2 separate regions of the Xenopus tropicalis genome follow, and region 1 is linked to region 2. The links are chromatin contacts, called in public Hi-C maps. All regions are on one chromosome and are shown on one strand. Each heading gives the region's core, a stretch centred on a gene start, on an enhancer-like site or on the middle of the called end of the contact. The rest is flanking DNA. Distances are from core to core; before and after follow the strand shown.

Region 1 (6,557 bases), core at 867-3,366, 130 kb before region 2:
CTCTACTTAGGGCTCTGCACACGGGGAGATTAGTCGCCCGCTAATCAAGGCAACTTTCGGGGAAATCGCGGCGCCGCGTATGCCATCCCCACTGGCGATTTACATTTTCGCCGGTGGGATGGCATTTCAGGGAGATTAGTCGCCTGCCACAAGGGAGATTTGTTGGGGGCGACTAATCTCCCCGTGTCCAGAGCCCTTAAGGCTATTGCCACACAAGGCAGATTCTCAGCCTGTGCATAAGCACAGGGCAGAGACTATGCTTCTTGGTGCAGACAAGGTAACAGGCTGGTGCCAGCATAGCTTATTGCCCCATGTATGGCCTGCGTGGCCAATATCTGGATGGAAATGTCGATCGGGCAGATTTAAAAATGCCATTGGGGCGAGGAGCTCCTTGTTCATTGATTTGGTCCTCGCCCAGATGGCCTGAATCCCATCAACGTGATTCCAATCATTTGGCCGAGGGCCAAGGTGGGCATATCTGGCAAAGATCGTTCAGTGTATGGCCAGCGTTACATTAATTAGCCCCAGGCATACCACCATTATATCTTTGCATTTTTGTCTGTTCTACAAGTAGTTAGATGTCACTTGAAATATTTGACTTAACACAAATTGTGCAATTAAGGCAAACACACTGGTCACAGCCTCAAATTTGTACCGGAGGTGGACTTTGGCCTTTCAGCTTTGTCATTATGGGATATCTCTCATGCAGTGACTCAAAATGCAAGTACAGGTATGGGACCTATTATCCAGCATGCTTGGGACCTGGGGTTTTCGGGATAAGGGACCTTTCCGTAATTTGGATCTCCATAACTTAAGTCTGTTAAAAATCATTTAAATATTGAATAAACCCAGTAGGCTTGTTTTGCCTCCAATAAGGATTAACTATATCTTAGTTGGGATCAAGTACTGTACAGGGAAAAAGAAAATCATTTTTAAAAATTAGAATTATTTGCTTATAATGGAGTCTTTGGGAGATGGCCTTTCCGTAATTTGGAACTTTCTGGATAACGGGTTTCCGGATACGGGATCCCATACCTGTACAAGGCCTCCCAAATATTGTTTTTGGTTGAGAATGACTGAACTGTGGATGATCTAGCCACTGGAGAAGAGGCTGAAATAAACAAGACCCATGTGCTGATTCATGTGACACATTTCCCATGAAAAATAGGAGTGGCATAAAGATATGCCAAAAAGCAGACTAATAGGATCCACCAACATAACTACTACTGCTAAGTGGCCATGGACTTTTTTCAATTTTCATCACATTATAACCTTAAAATGTGATTCTTCACACAAGAAACAGTATTTATAATATTTTCCTATGTCCTTTTACAGGGATCTTACAGTAGAATATCAACATGGTGACAGAAGAAATGTGAATTTAAGGATTAGTACTCTAGTAAACACATAAAAGTAAATAAGACTCATAAAAAGTGATCTTATACTCACACCCACCAGCCCCCAATAACTAACCTGCAGAGGAGCCTCAATGCTTTGCATGGTTGTTTGAAGTTGCACATATTCAGTGTAGCAGTGCTGGCAGAGTCGGACTGGCCTGGCATTATACACCAGGCAACTGCTCAGGCTAGCACTATGGTTGGCAAATTCAGCCAGAAGGCGAAGGCAGATATCGGAGTCCTTGGAAAGTCCTGGAGCTAAGGAGTAAGAAGGCAGCAAGGAAAGAGATAGTTCTTCTGCCCACATGTACTGGGGCAACAGATCAGAATGTATAACCCCATCTTGTGCCAGCCAGCCTGTGCCCAAACACATACCACACAGCAGCAAGTTCCCTAGCAGTGAGAAGCCTCGGGAAAGCATGATAAGGCTGGCCTGCTACTGTTATTATTATTATGGAAAAGCAAAAAAATATAGGCAGGGCCTAATTGGGTAGCACACCCACTGCCGATAAGCAAATATCAGGACATGCTACACAAATAAATTCTGAATTATTAAGCAGCTGCCCTTATCCCGATTTAGTTCTATAAAAAGTATTTCCACCGATGGAACTGATATTAACACAAAATGCCACCACTACAAGGCTGGACTGGCACTTCCGCCACACAATTTAGCAGACAAACCAGGAAGGGCTGAAAACCAACACCGATCGCGACCGAGCCTAATCACAAGTGCATCATTCCCCATGAGCAGGCGGAGCTGCGCCAGTACTTCCGCACACACAGCTGAATGGGCGGGGCAAGTGTTGCAAAATGATTAACCCCTTTGCTGCCCATAGACAACGCAGGCGAAGGGTTTTCTATGTTTTTGAACCCAATAGGAAGCGTCTTTCAGGACAGAAATCGTTGTTTAGTATGTTAGCTACACAAAGCAGTGGTCACTCTGTTTTCATGTTAAACTGATAAGTGTTTGAAGCAAAATGTATATGGAATACCTAAATGTATAGCTTGCTTTAGAAGGAACATTGCTCAGCAAAGTGCCCTTTTTTCTCAATTCAAAGCAAGAGTTTTTAACCAAATGAGCGGACCCTCTCCCTAAGGCGGATGGGCATAGGCGCCACCAAGCACTGTATGAACGAGCCAATGTGGTCCCTGATGGTGGTACCTGTCCGATTGAGATTTGCCCAATTTTAGGCCAGATGTTGGTCAGGTAGGCCTATTGGGGTGACCCTTCATGGACAGATAAGATGCAGAATTGGTCTGAAGGACCCAAATCAGCAGCTGAAATCTGCCTGTGTATGGCCACCTTAACTTAAGCAACTGCCCCCTAACCAAACTAGTGATAAGTGAATTTTTCCGAGGTTGGGTGCGCTGTTCTCTTCCCCCTAAGCAGGTCAGACTGGGGAAGTGCTCTCCTCCTCTGCTCAAAACAATTCCCTTTCTTGGAACCAGAGGCACCCGCGATAGTAGCATATGGAGTCCTACAATCAGGGTCGGACTGGGGGATGAAGGTGCATTTCAGGGGCCCAGCACCCCCCAAGGTGCCCCCGCCGGCCGTGTCCCCTGTAGTGGCCCTGCCGTGCCCCCTAACCACCCCCAACAGGGGCACTGCCCAGCGTCCTCCCCTGATTGTGCGTAAGTGAAATGCGTCAAGGGAGGGACACCTGCGGGCAGTGGAGCACCAACAGGAGTCGGGTCTGGGCCGTCAGAGCCCACCGGGTTTTTTCCCAGTGTCCTGGTGGCCCAGGCCGACCCTGAGTACACACACACACAATAGTGCAAGGAGCATATTTGGGCATTGCTATATTTTATAACTGCCATTAATATATGCACAACTTTGGATCCATTTTAGCATGCCACACGTGTGTAAAAGCACATATTTCCGAAGGGGAAATAAGACACACTGGCAATTATGCTGGAATTCGGGGAGAAAATGCTGTATTATTGGAAACCATTGCGATTTGTACCTGAAAAGTGCTCTTCCTTTCTTTCTAATGAATTTTAAAATGTTGTGAATGTAATGTATTCCTGCTAATCTTGTTTAGGAGAAATAGCCCTGTCTGATATATGAAATATTAATCTATATTAAAAAAGATATCTGAGCTATATTTCCCATCACTTTGTAACCCTGTTGACTGCCGCCCCAGGGGCCCCACAGCTGCCGGCCCCGTATTCCACAGGGGGCCGCACCCCCTGACCCACCCAACATGGGCCCCAGCCACTGCCTGACATCGTCCCTTTAGGTAAATGAAACGTGTCAGGGGAGGGACACCTTCGGGTGGGGGAGCACAGACGGGTCGGATCCGACCCTGCTTTTACCCTCATAAATGACGCATAAGTGTAATTCACTTTAGTTAGAGGCAGTAATAGTGCAAGATGTGCAACCCCCCACCCCCACCCCACTCACTTTTTCACCACCTTGGAATACAAGAACTCTTCCAGCAGAGTCTACTAGATAGAAATGCAGAGTAGCACACTGGGGTTCATAGGCACCATCTTCTGGGTCTTTGGATCCTCTTTTTTCCCTTCACCGACAGATGGAGCCTTCTGGCACAAGTGCAGTTGGAGCTAATCCAGCTAATACTATTTTGCATATTCTATTGTGCAATGTTTAACAAAAATTGATACTAAAGAAATCTTTGTACTGCTTTCATGTGAATAGTGTCTGACTGATTCTGAAGAAAACATATCCCCCACAAAAACACACATACATGTAACCCCTATTTGGCTATGAAATAGTTAAATCCCAGGCTAGTATGGTTTAGAGCATGGGCTACATGCGACTCTCGTAAACAGGATGGGCCTTCGCTATGTGGAAGAGACCATGCGAGCAAGGGTGTAGTGGAACTACAACTCACTATAGTTGTGTACTGCAGAATTATTAAAGATGGATGCCAGAAAGGTTCTTGCAGTTGAACTATAGCACAATGTATTGTCAGAGATAAATGATGAAGCAGGGTTATACTCATAAATTCAGTTACAGATGTTAAACGATAGTTGTACTCTGAGGATAACAAGAGAGGATGCACACTGGTTTATCCCACCTCTTTTTGGGAGTCTGGGCAGGGTAAATGCGCCTTGTCAGCTTGGCAACCCCTTTGGAAGCAGTCAGGATAGATACCTCAGTCCTCAGGTTGATAACCCCTAGCTTGAGAGTCCTCCGTGTGAGTAGGGATCAGGGTTTATTCTAACCTGTCTCCTATCTCTACTCCGTGGCCCTATTGCTGAGGCAACATTGCCGGATGGAAGAAATACTTCCTGCTACTTTCCTTGGTGGGGCTGGAAAACTGCCCTTGCTTCCTTCCCTCTCTACCTCACTCTCCTAGAGAGTGCTCGACTTAGAGTAAGTATCTAGCTAATCCTCATTCACGGGGCCCTGTCCCTGACTTCACCAGAGTGGATGGGGTCACTCTGGTGTAAATGGCTTTACTGGGGCCTGTTTATGCTCACAGGCTCAGTGGTCCTTCACCCGAAGAGCAGAAGCAGCCAAAGAGGAAGTCACACCTTCTTGCTAGACACTATATCAGTCTGCAAGGGGCGTGAACAACCCTAATAACCAATAAGGTATAATGCATAGTGCAAACTAGATACATGGGACTCTGCCCAGTAACAGTAGTAGGAAGAAGTTGTAGGGAATTAAAGCCATAGGAGTGCTAAACCCTATGGGTCCATACTAGAGATGTAGCGAACTGTTCGCCGGCGAACTAATTCGCGCGAACATCGGGTGTTCGCAAGTCCGCAAATTCGCGAACTTTTCGTGATGTTCGCAATTTGGGTTCGCCGGCACCGAAAAAATCGCAAAACTTACGATAACGGTACAAATTCTCTGAAAAAATCGCAAAACTTGCGATAACGGTACGAAAAAGTCGCAAAACTTACGATAACGTTACGAATGATCCGAAAAAGTCGCAAAACTTACGATAACGTTACGAATGATCCGAAAAAGTCGCAAAACTTACGATAACGGTACGAATGATCCGAAAAAGTCGCAAAACTTACGATAACGTTACGAATGATCCGAAAAAGTCGCAAAACTTACGATAACGGTACAAATGATCCGAAAAAGTCGCAAAACTTACGATAACGTTACGAAAGCTCCGAAAAAGTTGCAAAACTTACGATAACGTTACGAAAGCTCCGAAAAAGTCGCAAAACTTACGATAACTTTACGAAAGCGCCGGAAAATACGAAAAAGTCGCAAAATTACCGATCATTTCGAAAAACGGCGTGTGTCAATTTTTCAGAGGTTTTTGCCCTTGATCCCCCTCCTGCATGCCACTGTCCAGGTCGTGGCACCCTTTAAACAACTTTAAAATCAGTTTTCTGGCCAGAAATGGCTTTTCTATTTTTTAAAGTTCGCCTTCCCATTGAAGTCTATGGGGTTCGCAAAGTTCGCGAATATTCGCAATTTTCGGCGGAAGTTCGCGAACAGGTTCGCGAACTTTTTTTTTGAGGTTCGCTACATCCCTAGTCCATACATACAGTATGTTTAAAGAAACAAAAGACAAGTAAATGTTATATTTCAGGCAATAGAACAGTAACATTTTGGCTCCCATTGTGACCTTTTATCCAATTACTGCCTGACTATATTACTACTCTTAGACTTTTTTTTAACATCCAAGCATGTGACACCTTGAATTTGTTTTGGTGGGGTGGCGGGGGGCCTCCCTTTGTCAGTAATGAGAATGGGAAGAAAAAGGAGAAAGGAATCTAAAACAAAGAGGAGAGAAGGAGACAGCGCTCCCCTGTGTACAGAAGATGCAACTACTCAATGCAAGCAGAGAATATGTTATACTCAGCTCTGTGTGCCATTGGCCTAAAAGGCCATGCCACAAGAGAGCACAGAATATATTAGGGAATATCTATGTAAAACCAACCATAAGATTAATTTTAGTGATGACAGAATTTATTCGGCAGGCATGGTTTCGCAATGAAATTCCAAATTTTGTTGCCAAACTGCAGCAAAAATTCAGCACAACAAAAATTGGCAGACATTTGTATGCTAACATCTTCATGTATCCCACAGATACAAATTACAGTCTCCGTTGCCCCAGATTTAAAGATGTTTTTTTCTGGACAAAATTTGTAGACTACATATTTGTATTATGGCAAGGAGAATAGGAAGAAATGTGCCCATACATTAACATAGCACCCAATACTACA
Region 2 (6,240 bases), core at 460-2,959:
CAAAACATTTTCAGCACCGCGCATGGCAGATTTTTATGGTATATACTCTTAGGGCAGTGGCACACAGGGAGATTAGTCACCTTCGATAAATCTTAAATTTTACGGCGACTAATCTCCCCGACATGCCATCCCATCAGCAAGAATGTAAATCACTGTTGGGATGGCATACATGCTGCTTCGGTTTTCCTAAGTTTCCTTGCGAGGCAACTTGGGGCGACCAAAGCGTTGCGTATACCATGCCACTGCCGATTTACATTCTTGCTAGTGGGATGGCATGTCGGGGGGGGTTTGGTTGCCCACAATAGTAAAGATTTATCCCCAGCGACTAATCTCCCCGTATGCCACTGCCCTTAAACAACCCCCCTAGTTATAAAATTATTTAAGGTCTTTCCCAATAAATTGTTTTTTTTACAAACTTGGCACCTAGGTATTGTATATAGGTCCATGTTGTTTTTGCTTTATGACTTTACCGCCCCTGAAATTTTTTTTGCGGATGCCCGTGTTGGGGATCCTTTCCCAGTATGCCCACCTTGAGGTGGGCGATATTGGACTGATAGGCTCACAATGACAGGGATACAGGCCACTGGTGCTAGGACCGCATTAACAAGCTGATGCAGCCATTGCTCCAATTAAATTTTTAAATCTGTCCTATTGATATCTGATATTTGGCCTGATATTGGTTAAGTAGGCCAGTCGAAGTGTCCCATACACAGGCAGATAAAATGCCAACTCAAACTGAAGGAGCCAAATCAGCAGCTAAAATCAGCCTATGTATGGCACCTTTAGACACTAGTGGCCAGATGAATTAAAGTATGAATCCAAATCACAAAATCCGATGGTTTCTGATGTTTGCAAAAGACACAAAAATTCAGCTTGTTTGAATACGAAGATTTCGTACTTACGATCTGAAATTTTTGTATTAAAACAAACGTTTGCATATGGCGATCCGATAGTCACTAAATTTTTGTATCCCAACGATCGTAAACGGTGGGAAAACCTTTCTGACCTTGAACCTTCAGTGCATGATTTTGGAAGCCTCCCATAGGACTCAATGACACTCTCCAGCTCCAACCTGGCCCAAGGAAAGTCATGATACCGAAGCTTGAATAAATTTGAAACTTTCGTACTCGTTGCGACAAATACGATTTTGTCGCACAAATTGTTGCAAAGTACGAAAAAGTCGCACAAATTAACGTAAATGCTTTTTTTGTATTCGGACCTGTCGTACTGTAATGAATGTGCCCCTAAATCTGCCAGTTATGCAGAAATGGAAGCGACTCAATGCTTCAATCGGCTGGAGTACTTAACTTAATAAACTCCCAGTCTAGACCTACAGGTTAAAAATTGCTGCACGAATCTCAAAACACAAATCCCAACATAACTTTAGGCTTTGTGCTGTGTAAATTAAAAAGAGGGTATCATTTTGTTAGAGTAAAATCAAAATCCAAGAATTACTATTCTATATTGACTTTTATATATTATTTTTCAAACTGAGGTGTATATCGCCCTTTTAAACATTACAAATCAATACCATTTAGAACAAAGTATGTAAATGAAATTATAATACACCCAGTGGTTTATTAAAAAGAATATTACATCTACATAGACTGGAAACTTCGGCAGCGAAAGACACAAACTTCTGTCGTTTAGTTGATGTGGACACTAGGCTGCCACGCTGTTATCATGTTTGCTCTAAATAAAGTTATTTGAAATTGCCTCTACAAAGATGGCGGGTGCCGGTTCGCCCTTGGTTTCTATTCGTTTGCTATGGAGGGTACCTAGTTATTGTCGGACGAGGGGGCTGCTTGACGATGTGCGGTGGGGGACGTTTGGAAATCATAAAATATCCCGGGCGTGGAATGCAGGGAAAGGTTAGTCAGAGATTCAAAATGGAAAGGGACTTCTGTCAGGATTGGGAAGCTCATTAGGTAGGCAGTGGCAGCCAAAAAGAGAGGCGGTGGGAAAGAACCAAAGTGTAACTACAGGGACTGGTATAATAGCGTATACAGAGTATGTAACCTGGAAATCGTACGGATTTTTAAAAACCATCTCAACGTGAATGTTTATTTTCGCAAGAATAAAATGTGACAGGACCACAACTGGCCCCTCTGCTTCATTTGAAGCAGGCTACCTTTACGTTACCAGCCACATTACACGTTACGTACAGCAGTTCTTTATTTACCCTGACCACTTAGCTCTTCGTACGCACACCAGCCCATCAGGACAGGGATGAATTCAGGTCAACACTGACGAAAAGGGATGACTGTCAGTATCACTTTAATGAGACCAAATGAGCTGGCCAGGCAAAACTCAATAAACAACAAAAGGGCTTTGTAGAAAATCGTAATAAAATTGAAATTCAAGTATCAGCTGCTGCTGCTTAACAGCACTAACTCAGACTCTCCAAAAAAAAAAATAAGAAACGACTCTGACCTATTAATGCGTTAAAACAACATTTAAGTCTGTCAGGCTATTTAACCTTATTTATTCACTGGCTCCTGATGTAGGAAAATGCTCCAAAAAATATAATATACACTGTACTTGTGTTGATGGGTGAGATAGGTATGTATATTTTTATTTATATAGGGATACTTATATATTCAGTGCTGTACAGCAGAACAGTAAAATAGGGCAAACCGCGTGTTATTACTATACTAGATACAAAATACAGTTACATTAAAGATTAAGAGATACGTTTTAAAAAGACCAGAAGAAGGAGGTCCTTGCCTAGTTGTGTATTTTAACAACAGACCGTATGATACTTTGTACATACAGGTGTTATAGGATTGCTGTTTATGTAAATACAGCCATAAACATTCACAGAAAAGCTGCACTTTCAAAAAAAACACACAATTTCTTGTCCTCTTTTGAGTACGTGTTCTTTCTGCTCACAGAAAAATCTTTTAGGGCTTGGCACGAGCCAGCACAGTTTGCTACTCTCTTCCTCTCCCCCTCCCCTCCCATAAGAATTTGCTTCCCCTTCCAAGTGTGTGTAATCTGAGCTACCAGCAGCTAGAGCTGCAGCACAGAAGCTAAAGCTAAAATGGCAGCTGCTATCTTTAACAGAGGGAGCTTCTAGGGCTTTTTACTCGGGTATGGTAAAGCTTTCTGCCGAATAAATATAGCGTTTGTGCTTGCACTATTGTGGCTAATCTGTTGGCAATAAAATGCCAAAAAGTCTTTCCTTCTTTAAAGGAACAGTAACACTTAAAGGAGAAGGAAAGTCATTTTGGCATTTTACTGCCAAATGATTTGCCATATTATTGACACCTAGAACAATATATTTATTCTGCAGAAACCATTACCATACCTGAGTAAACCGCTTTAGAAGCTTTCTCCGTTTGCTTAAGATAGCAGCTGCCGTTTTAAGTAGCTTCCTGCCTGCAGTCTAGCTGTTAGAGCTGAGTTCACACATTCCTAAGGGAGGGGGGAGCAAGTTATTAGCATTCTCTTGGGAGAGGGAGCAGGAGAGAGGAGAGAACTGTGCAGACTCTGGCCAGAGGAATTAAGAATGTTTCTGAGAGAGGAAGTTAGACACTGGAACATCATATTTACAAAAAAAGAGACAGGAAATCCTGTGTTTCTTTTGATGGAGGACTCAGTGCAGCATTACTGCAAGTGCTTATGGCTGTATTTACATACACCTTTCTGAGCTTACGTAGTTTTTACCTTTCCTTCTCCTTTAAAACTGAAAGTGTATAAAAGTAATTACAATATAATGTACTGTTGCCCTGAACTGGTACAACTGGTGTGTTTACTTCAGAAACGCTACTATAGTTTATATAAACAAAGCTGCTGTGTAGCCATTCAAACTGGAAAAAAAGGAGAGGCACAGGTTACATAGCAGATAACAGATAAAATGCCATTGTTTTCTACAGAGCTTATCTGTTATCTTTTGTGTAAACTGTGCCTTTTCTCCTTTTTTCCAGTTTGAATGGCTGCCCCCATGGCTACACAGGAGCTTTGTTTATATAAACTATAGTAGGGTTTCTGTAGCAAACTCACAACTTTTACCTGTGCAGAGCAACAGTACATTATGTTTTAATTACTTTAAAACACTTTTTTTTTGGTGTTACTGTTCCTTTAAAGGACAAGGAAAGGCAAAGTCACTTGGGGGTGCCAAAATGTTAGGCACCCCCAAGTGACTTTAATCGCTTACCTTGTACCCCGGGCTGGTGCCCCTGTACGGAGAAAACAGCACCAGCCCGGGGTACCTGGAGCGCAGCGCTTCCTCCTTCCTCCTTCCTTTCTGAAAATGCCAGCGGTCGGCGCATGCGCAGTAGAGTTAAAAGCCGACTTTTCTGTTAAAGTTCGGCTTTTCACTCTACTGCGCATGCGCGCGCAGGGAACCCGGAAGGAGGAAGCGATCGCTGCTACCAGCCCGGGGTACAGGGTAAGCGATTAAAGTCACTTGGGGGTGCCTAACATTTTGGCACCCCCAAGTGACTTTGCCTTTCTTTCTCCTTTAAAGCGGCTTTGGAAAGCCAAAGTGATGCACACGTTGGAGGTTTACATTATCGCTGTTGGCATTTGGAGAAGTTTAGCAGGGATGCACCGAATCCAGAATCCATGCTCCTGGCTGAACCGAATCCTTAAAATTAAATTACTTTTTGTCATGTAGACACGGTAGTTGAACATTTTTCGCTGTGCACGCTTAAACCCTTCCAGAACCTAATATGCGCATGCAAATTCAGATTCGGTTTGTATTCGCTTTAACTTGAATGGGCACTATACTACTCACATCATAGGTTGTCACCAGTATGAGAATAGTAGTTCTGCCTGCACTGATGTATATCTGATACTGTTTAAATGCAGAGAAATGTATTTAGGGCAGTGGTTCTAATAAAAGATAAGAATAGAAACCAACAGAATCAGATCAAATGCTATCAGATTGATAGAGTCTGAATATAAACACTAATAATTTCTAAACCAAACAAAATAAATAATGGGCAGTTGAAAAGTTGCTTATTATACTGTCTGTCTATACTAAAATATCATTTTAAGGTCAACTTCATTTTTGAGGTAATGCTAAGCTACATTCCAATATATATTCCATACAAATAAGCAAGTTTGATAATGGGACTATGAAGAAGTATGCAAGGCATTGTTGGAACTGGAGTTCTTGGTAGAGAGCTTGCCTCTGCTACTTTATTTCTAGTGAGAACCAGCAGTGAATGCAAAGAATAACAGATGAAAGACAGACACTACTTCAACATTCAAAATCAATATATTAATATACTGTAAAGTTGCTGATAATTATATTTTCTTTCATTAGGCAATATTTTATATTTGGTTTCAGGACCCCTTCAAATATCCCTTTAAATACTGAATGTGTCTGTGGCCTTTGTGCAGTAATATTGTGGTGTTTTTGCTGCTACGTGCCTTAACAGTCTGGTCCTTGTTACATTTATGGAAAGCAAATTATGCAACAGGACCTGGTACTTTGCAAAATAAATTAGGATATTAAAGGCATCACAATAGAAAGTAAATGTATCCTATTTTTTGATGTATGTTGGCACAATTCGTGTACAGGTACTCATATTGTATATCGGGGGGGATGATTTATAGGGGACTTGTCACCCACACATAAAAGCTGAATAATAAAAGGCCTTTAAAAGTTAAACATGAGCTAAATTAACCATAGCCAAAGCGTGAAAATCCCCACTTGTGCCCATACCACAATTAAAAAATAAGATTAACTGGATACTAGTTAACGAAAAATTAACTAGTATTCTCACAGATAGGCAAGAACAGTTTCAAAAAATATGGGCTCCATGGCTACAATATTCTACCTCTCTTAGCTGAACCATGCCCTCACTTCTCATATAAGATAGAAGGAAACTTGTATGATGGGGGAAATCTACTGAAAAGTCCCAAGAGACATATGAGTAAAGAAAACCTATAGGTAGCACCCGGATCTCGGTGAGAAGAATACAGAAGCTTCCCAACAGGATCAATCTGATATAATGTTTTGTTATAACACCAGTTTTTTCCCCACCGTTCCAAGTTTTGTTTTCCACCTTTCACTCCCCAGCAAGCCGGGACCCTGAAAAAGCAAGATCCCGACTTGCCCACCCCTCACCCCCCTCCCTTACCTTTTCCCTTCTTCCCCACGCCCCCTTCCCCATTTAAAGAATGAAACATAACAAATATGTATAGTTAACAAATGAACAGTTTATTGATGTACCAAATGTAATACTACACAACGGTGACGAAATTGTTATACAATTATCATTTTCA

The links. A called contact is a pair of places that touch in the nucleus more often than the background predicts.
Region 1: a contact with region 2 is called in a Hi-C map of liver, with 4 times the contacts expected there. The contact joins the promoter of ostm1 here to the promoter of afg1l in region 2. A contact is called at or near these places in 5 of 5 Hi-C or Micro-C datasets (brain, gastrula embryo, liver and 2 more).

The regions. Positions count from the first base shown.
Region 1 is chr5:78,583,193-78,589,749 of UCB_Xtro_10.0, reverse strand. ostm1 (osteopetrosis associated transmembrane protein 1) reads right to left here and starts at 2,116. Exons shown (of 6, transcript NM_001079114.1): 1 at 1,474-2,116. The coding sequence starts at 1,704.
Region 2 is chr5:78,453,748-78,459,987 of UCB_Xtro_10.0, reverse strand. afg1l (AFG1-like ATPase) reads left to right here and starts at 1,709. Exons shown (of 12, transcript XM_012963556.3): 1 at 1,709-1,871. The coding sequence starts at 1,727.